Linked DNA regions of Zea mays: region 2 is linked to region 1. The links are chromatin contacts, called in public Hi-C maps. All regions are on one chromosome and are shown on one strand. Each heading gives the region's core, a stretch centred on a gene start, on an enhancer-like site or on the middle of the called end of the contact. The rest is flanking DNA. Distances are from core to core; before and after follow the strand shown.

Region 1 (4,112 bases), core at 937-3,436:
AGGGGAGGCCTCTCACCCAGGTCACTAAAATGTGTGTTGATGTTGAGATAAATTTGAGATCACACACTAGTAAAGGCTGAATAATAGAAACCAAGGGTCTCTTTAATAATTTTACGAGACCGAAGGGGTATCGTTGCGTTTCATCCATGATCCATTGGATCGTGGATTTGCGGCCCATATTTTATGAAGATCGATTCATTATCGCCCCTTATCTAATCTAACGATCCACCGAAAGCCTTAACACGTGGCGCATCCGAGCCATCGATTTTGAGATCTGCCGCTCAAATCGCCTAGCCGAAGCGGTATGCTTCGTCTAATCTCAGTTGTTCACAGATAGATAAACGGCGCGTCTACTTCTTCCTCCCCTCTGCTACCCGATACCGACAACGGTGTAACTAAATTGATATAGGAACCTTATTAATCTACATTAGCAACCATATTTATTCTAGGAGATGTAACTTCAAGAATCAGAAAATTTATTATATTTAGGGAACATGTTTCACAAGTAAAACACATGTTCAAATAAACTTTATTACTATTCGTTAAATAATAAAGAACTAGCTAAAGCTTTTTAATTTACAGGGGTCCGGATCCCTGCTCGGGGGCCAGTTTGTATACGTGGAGGCCTTAGGCCTTCCAGGGCGTCCAGATGTTCGGATTCTGTACACAGGGTCCCAGACCCACCCATAGAGTCTAGACTCATTGGTGAAGTCCCTGAACATATCGTCTCACTGGACACGTGGCAGCATCGGACATACCCATAAGGCAGGGATAGACACTGTTATGGAATCGGAGTGGTTGGCCACGTTGGAGTGTGCGAGTTGCGACTACATCTCCCGTTCGGGGTTGGCCTCGAGCTGCTCAGTTCCTCAGCACACGATTAGAGATAACCATGTGGGACCGGCGTTTTAATACATTAGTAAGGGGTACGTTAGTTCCGTGGTACCGATAGTAGACACTGTCTTCTTTTTCGTATGCATTACGTTATAAGTTGCATCAAATATTTTATAACGTCCTTTTAAGGTTAGAAATTTGATAGCACAATCCAAACTTTATATGGACATAGTTTTGCGTATCAAAGAGAGATCGTACTGAAACCATTGTAGCCTGCAACTATGACTATGTTTAAGTAAGACTAATTCCAACCGATCTCCCTATATCCATGTTTTGTATTATATTTTACCGTATCCCTAATTAAAAAGATACCTATTATTATATACAGGGTGTCTCCAGCCCTTTCCCTATTCAACTTCCACACTACACTATAACCCAGTTCAATCGTTGAAGTTTTTTAAAAAAGTATTGTATTCGTATATCATTTGCTGACTTCACGAATGGTGGACCGTATCCGCGTCCCGTGCGCGTATTCGGGTAGGGGGGGGGGGGGGGGGGGGTGGCCGTCGCAATCGCGGCACTTGTGCAGTCCCGAGTGGCAAAACGTACATGCTCCTCCTCTCCCCGTCAAATCCAAGACGATTGCACGGCGGCAGTGGTCACGTACGGCGAAACATCTCGGTTGCGATCGAGTGGCATGATGGCCGGTCGTAAGCAAAGATTCGGACATGCGCCGCCACGTCGCGCACACAAAGAGTAACACGGCGCTAGCGCTAGGCACTCGTGGAAGCAGTGAAGAAGCGTGAAACGATCCCTCTCGGCGTCGGCGTCAGAGCAGGCAGCGTCCGTCCAGAGCCAGAGCGGCAACGGCACGAGGCTGCGCCGCATGCTGCATGCACGGCCGGCCCGCGTTCCGTGCGGCGGCACGCCAGCGGGGACGTGGAGTGGGAGGGGGCCAGGGGGAGCGGACGAAGCTTCCGCGAAGCTTCGCTGGACCCTGACGCGCCCCCCCGTCGCATCGCATCGCATCTCCAGCAGGCCATGACTGATTACTCCTTCCAGCGAGCGGCGCTGATGACTCTCTGTCTCTCTTGCATTTTCTTTTTGCATGATTAATTCATTCCTCTCCTCCTCTTGTTTACTACGTACGGTACGTATCTCTCGCAAACCGGCCAAACCTCTCATCAGTTAATCATCAACCGACCAATCATCAAGGCGCATTGGTCTTTAATTCCTATATTCCTATCGCTGCTGCTACTCCAGTCTCCAGCAGATAGATAGATCCCCCGTCCATCGGCAATCAAGCACAACACAATGATTAAATGAGAGCCTGGTTAATTTGATACCCATGGTTTCCAATCAATTCCAACAATAATTCATTCATTCGCCCACTGCCACACAGCGAGCGCGCTCTCAGGCTGGGCTGTACGTATATAGGTCGCCCACAGGCAGCCCAGTGACTCCACTCCACCCACGCCTCCACCACAGAGAGCCGCAGCAGACTCGCAAGGGGGTAGTGTTGTGTACTCTGCGCTGTGCGGACGGCGGCCGGCGGCCGGCGAAGGAGATGGATCGCCTGCCCGAGTCGACCCGGAGCATGAGGAAGTACGCGTCGGAGGCCGGCGGGCTGCGCGCGGCGCGGCAGGGCCCCCACGGGCGGTCGCTGACGGCGCGCACGGCGCACAGCATGTCCACGACGGCGCTGCGCACCAAGTCCAAGTCGGCCGCGTCGCTGCTGCGCAGGGTGCCCTTCGCGCCGCTCCGCCCCGTCCTCGCCAACCTGCAGGAGGTGTTCCTCGGCACCAAGCTCGCCGTGCTATTCCCCGCCGTGCCGCTCGCCATCGCCGCCCAGTGCGCGCACTTCGGCCAGGTAATCGATCAATCAATCCCTTACTCCAGCCACATCGATCCACTGGATCAAAACAGACCAGCAGCATGTGGCGCCTTGCTCCTCGCATTTATTCGTCCTATCCTGCACGCCGTGGGGTCTCTCTGTAGCCTGCGGACCACATGCGATCCATTCGTGTTAAAACCCGGTCGAAATTTGAATTGGAACTGCCTCGCTCACTCACTGTCACTGGCATGGCAGGTGTGGGTGTTTTCGCTCAGCCTACTCGGCCTCATCCCCCTCGCCGAGCGTGTCAGCTTCCTCACCGAGTAAGCCCCTATCTCTCTCTCTCTCTTTTCAGCCTTTTTAATTAATTTGCCTTATCTTCTTCAATCATGAGTGTTTTTATGTTCTCTTTGTCGTTCGTTCCTGTGCAGGCAGATCGCGATATACACCGGCCCCACCGGTAAGTCACGGGCGTCGTCAGTTCTTCAAGCCTACCACACGGCCGGCTTTTTTCCAAGCCTAACGCTAGCTTCTGCTGCTGTTCTGCTCTGCTGCATGGCGCGTGTGCAGTGGGCGGCCTCCTCAACGCGACGTGCGGCAACGCCACGGAGCTCATCATCGCGCTCTTCGCGCTCATGGAGGGCCAGATCGAGGTCGTCAAGTGCTCCCTCCTCGGCTCCGTCCTCTCCAACCTGCTGCTCGTGCTCGGCACGTCCCTCTTCTGCGGCGGCGTCGTCAACCTCGGCTCCGACCAGCCGTACGACAGGGTGCGTGCGTACAAACAACGAACGAGCGTCGTCAACCTCTTCTCCACACTGCATGAGCGCCATCGATCAGTAATAATGTGTATAATGCATGCGCGTGCGTATTATTATATATATGCAGACCCAAGCGGACGTCAGCACGGGCCTCCTCATCCTCGGCGTGCTGTGCCAGTCGCTGCCGCTCATGCTGCGCTACGCGGTGGGCGCCGGCGAGCACTCCGTCGCCGCGGCCACCACGGTGCTCGACCTCTCCCGCGCCTGCAGCGTCGTCATGCTGCTCGCCTACGTCGCCTACCTCTTCTTCCAGCTCAAGACGCACGCGCAGCTGTTCGAGCCGCAGGAGGTGGACGACGGCTGCGAGGCGGAAGAGGACGAGCAGGCCGTCATCGGCTTCGCCAGCGGACTCTTCTGGCTCGCCTTCAACACCGTGCTCATCGCCATCCTGTCCGAGTACGTGGTCGGCACCATCGAGGTACAGTACAATACAGTACAGTACATGCAGTTTATCTTTCTACTTCTACCACATCATCATTCGTTCGTTCCCTCTGTTCTTGTTAATTAATTAGTTAGTTAGCTAAGCTACCCTTGACCGTGCCAGCCTACCTCCAAGTCCTGGGGTTTGTCCGTCAGCTTCATCAGCATCATACTTCTACCCATCGTGGGGAACGCCGCGGAGCACG
Region 2 (4,112 bases), core at 741-3,240, 240 kb before region 1:
TACTGCGTAATTTGTTATCTACGTGTATAGGTATGGATATAATAAGGCATCCGCAGGAAAAATCGCGGGTATGGATATGTAATATTCATATGGGTATCAAACATGTGGTTATCCATACCTTAAATTATATATTGTTGTTTGGTACTGGAATTGTTGAATTGCGATAAAATTTTTGTTTGATACTGATGCTGAAATTGTAGTGGGCAGACGAGCAGGTAACGGGTATCCGTTGTGGCACAATGTGGTAGTAGATATAGACCTATGGATATTACCAGCATATAGACCTATGTGGTTGAGACTAGCATTACTTAGTTACGTCGAAAGTTGCCTATGTCATATGATTAGTTATTTTTTAGTAACCATTAAGGTCTTCCCCTAGTCGTCCCCCTCCCCAGCCCCCCCCCCCACCCCCCACCCCCAAAAAAAAAAGGAAATCAGAGAAGGCTAAAGTTGCCTTGAACCAAGCCATCAATTAAAGGACACATTTGCAGAAGCATGAAGTATGGATATTACCATGCTAGAATCGATCTTTATCGAAATCCTCCTTGTATTGTTGCAGCTCCTTAAGATATGAAACATGATTGATGCAAAGTTGTGTTGGGAAGCCCTTAATGACACTCGTAACTTTAATTCCTCACACTTGGGTAGTGCAGCCGTTTCATTCAATAAATTTGTGTATGCCTCTGTTCCCTGCCAGGATGAGAAATAATGTGATAACAAGATCAGAAGGCAAAACAGTTGTTTTTCCAGAAAAAATATATGGCTTCTACCAACGCACCTTAATATTGAGGAGGTTCAGCTTCAGCTTCAGCACATCAACTTCATCGAATTGACGCATCAGGGAAGCGGATACACACTTTGAGCCCAAGTGTAGCAGGCGGAGGTGACGGGCAGCATTGGCAAAGTGGTGGCACAGAGGGTTGTAGCCAGTGTCATTGTCCCAACTTACCACGGAGAGCTTTGGGGCAGAGATATGTGCCTTAGTGGCATCACATACGGCCAGCACTTCAAGCTTAGGGGCCATGACTTCTAGCTTCTGGGTGTTTTGGACGTTGAATGAGAGGGACTGAAGCGAGTTGGAGTGTATGGACACGTTGGAAGCAGCAGCCAGCCTGACGAAAAGGTACAGATTCCTCAGGAGCGGGCACTGCTCGGACACAAGGTTGCCAAGCTCGCTGCCTGCCATGGTGGCGCAGCTTATGTGCAGGTCGGTCAGCGACATGAACGAGCCCGCCGGACAGAGGCGGAGGCTCCATCGTCGCTCGAGCGAGAGGGTGATTCTCGTCGCTCCATCGCACACGGGAAGCTCGAGCTCCTCTTTGATGGGCTTAGACAAGAAGAATTTCTTCTGGGATGGCACTTGGATATGGATATCCCCCACCCGGCGCTGCGAGGCGAAGCGTAGCCACGGGACGAGGCGGCACGCATGGACTCGAAGGCCATGGCAGTACATGGCCACCTCAAGGCGGTGGACGGCCGGGGCGGAGCAGGCGTCGAGGACGGCGTCGACGAAGTCCAGGAACGTCGCCCCCGGCTGCTCGTCGCATGTGCCGAGGCGGAGCTCGGGCAGGCGGGCCCAGACGTGGCGCCAGCGGCGGGAGAGCACGCTGGTGCGCGCGGCGGCGCGAATGGATCCGATGCGGAGGAGGATTGAGAAGAGGAGGTCGTCGGGTAGGCTGCTGATGCGGTCGCCCGCGTCATGGTCATGGCGGCCGCCTTCTTCCATATGGAGCGGACGGGACTCGATCGACGGAATGGATTAGTCGGATCTCTAAAGAAGGTTTCTAGAAAATTTGCAAGTACCTGACACTGACAGATGACGAAAACATGGATGGCCTGTTTAGCAAATCCTTCGCATGATTTGATGGCGAGAGGGCAGGAATTTTGAGCTGCGCCGCTGCGGAACTCCGCGCGAGGTGGATGAAGAGGAGAGACACGGTGGCGGCAGCTTATGTGCAGGTCGGATGGGGAAAGTAGTCACTCACGTGTAATGGGCTGAGTAGGCCGAACAAATGACAGCCCAAATACCTTCTGTTCCTTTAGGAAAAGGTCCTTCTCACGTATGGTCCAATTTACCTCCAGAAAACCATATTTCCAAACCATCACACTGATGGGACACTGGAATTCCTCCTACCCACTTGATCACGAATCAATGGCTCACCTTCGCGGAGCAATTCTTGAATCCCGTCACTCTACGTCAGTTCGTTTCACCATATCCGTTGGATGCTTCTTCATCGGACATCATCACCATTCGTCCTCTCCGCTAGACTTCACCCCCAAAAAAAAATACCGCTTTTCTTCGTCGTCGGGAACATTCTAGGCTCCGCACGAAGAGTCGTCTGGGGAAAAAATTCCGATCCCCACGACAGCAACACTGGTTCTCCGTTCTCCCTCCTCGTGCGCTCCGCAATGACTCCCGGATCCTCCCTCTTGTGCGCTCCGCAGAGGTCCCTCTCGCAGCCTCCCCCATATCACCTATTCTGCACTTCCGATTATTAATTATCAACAGTATAAGAGTATTTAGATCCAGCTAGCAGTAAAAATAAAAGAGTACCAGCAACCATAGATTTGGATATAAATACGGATACAAGTTATTCCATCTTTTTTTCCAGATTATGATATCCATGTTCTTCGTTTCTGATTACTTGACATAGATCAATGATGAGAACAGGGTAAATGAAATAGCATAAGGCTCTTTTTTTTGTTCACAAAAAATGAGAGGATTTAAAGAAGTATTTATCTTAAGAGAAAATGTCTATTCTATTGTTGGAATAATTTAGTAAATGAGACAAATGGAACTTCAATGTATCAAAACCTTGTTGTCACATTCGATACAATTGGCTGCTTAATATGCAACATTATGACTTCATTCCGATATGATTATTGGCCACGCTTTTACTTGGAAACGCATATGCTCAGTTACCAATTACCATAAAACGTATTAACTACATGAATCTTATATTACTATGCTACAATGCAGAATTATACGATAAATTTGCTTTTTTTTTTCTTTTGATGTCGCTACAACGCCTCTCTCTCTCTCTCTCTCTCTCTCTCTCTCTCTCTCTCTCTCTCCAGGTAAAAGCGGTTTTGTTCAATCAACTTAATTTGTTTTCCTTATAATATTCCATCGCTTATTTCTTTAACTCCATTGCTCCATTCCGCTTTTTTTGGTGAATACTAAACTTATGTGTTGTTATGGGATTCAGTTCCAGATAGACGACTAGGCATAACAAATTTCTAGAGGAAACAAGTTTCTGTAAGCAAATTGAACTTGAATTCAGAACGCCGAAGAAAGCCACTGAAGGTTTATATTTTTTTTCTTATGCAGCCAATTAGCTGATGCTTCTGTTAGTTTATTATTCCACAAGAATTTATGAATAATCCAAAGAACGTATACAATACATGTCAGCTTTCAAATCATAAGAATATCAATTTATTATTAATTTAGATATGCATATACAATATATGGAGAACTTTATTGATTTGTTGAATATGATATCCAGATAGTGTTGTTCTCACAACTTAATGACTCTACATATCTTCTTTGTAGACATCTATATTGGTCGAGAAGAGGTCCAAACACTATTTACTAACTGTTTATTATATGTTGCCCTCTAAATCTATATCCAAAATAAACAACTCTATAAGGCAGGAAAAAAGTGCTTGCCAGCAAGCTTGTCAATTGCAAACCTTGACAGAAATGTAGGAACTACCATTATCCGAGCTACAGGTTAACATAAGAAAAACCTGAGCAGTGATACCTGCTGCTATAAGGGATCCCCTGCCATAACAACAATTCATTATAAACATAGCCATTGAATGAATTAATCTGCACTGTTTTAGAAATTATTCTTTTTTAGACCTTTACCTAAATAATGATTCCATTTTGTCTTCATCCACATAATCCTAAATTCCTGACTGACCATATCACTACAATACAAGATTCCAACTAGGTGAGTCATGAGCGACCCTAATCTCTATTGCATTCACATCTAAAATTAAGTAGCAAACAAGAATAGCAACCTATCCCGTAGACCTATAGTTTGAGCATGATTATTGAGGTGATTATCAGTCTTCCTGGTTGAACTTGTTAGGCACCAGCTTGTTAG

The links. A called contact is a pair of places that touch in the nucleus more often than the background predicts.
Region 2: a Hi-C map of leaf shows a contact between it and region 1, with 4 times the contacts expected there. The contact joins the promoter of LOC103651631 here to the promoter of LOC100192109 in region 1. A contact is called at or near these places in 2 of 25 Hi-C or Micro-C datasets (both in leaf).

What each region holds. Positions count from the first base shown.
Region 1 is chr3:232,972,605-232,976,716 of Zm-B73-REFERENCE-NAM-5.0, reverse strand. It overlaps LOC100192109, which reads left to right and starts at 2,186. Exons shown (of 11, transcript NM_001360697.1): 1 at 2,186-2,704; 2 at 2,924-2,991; 3 at 3,100-3,128; 4 at 3,239-3,435; 5 at 3,554-3,904; 6 at 4,031-4,112. The coding sequence starts at 2,402.
Region 2 is chr3:233,216,259-233,220,370 of Zm-B73-REFERENCE-NAM-5.0, reverse strand. LOC103651631 (F-box protein At4g22280) reads right to left here and starts at 1,990. Exons shown (of 3, transcript XM_008677298.3): 1 at 779-1,990; 2 at 514-690. The coding sequence starts at 1,726. It overlaps LOC103651632 (a long non-coding RNA gene), which reads left to right and starts at 2,181. Exons shown (of 2, transcript XR_564866.3): 1 at 2,181-2,447.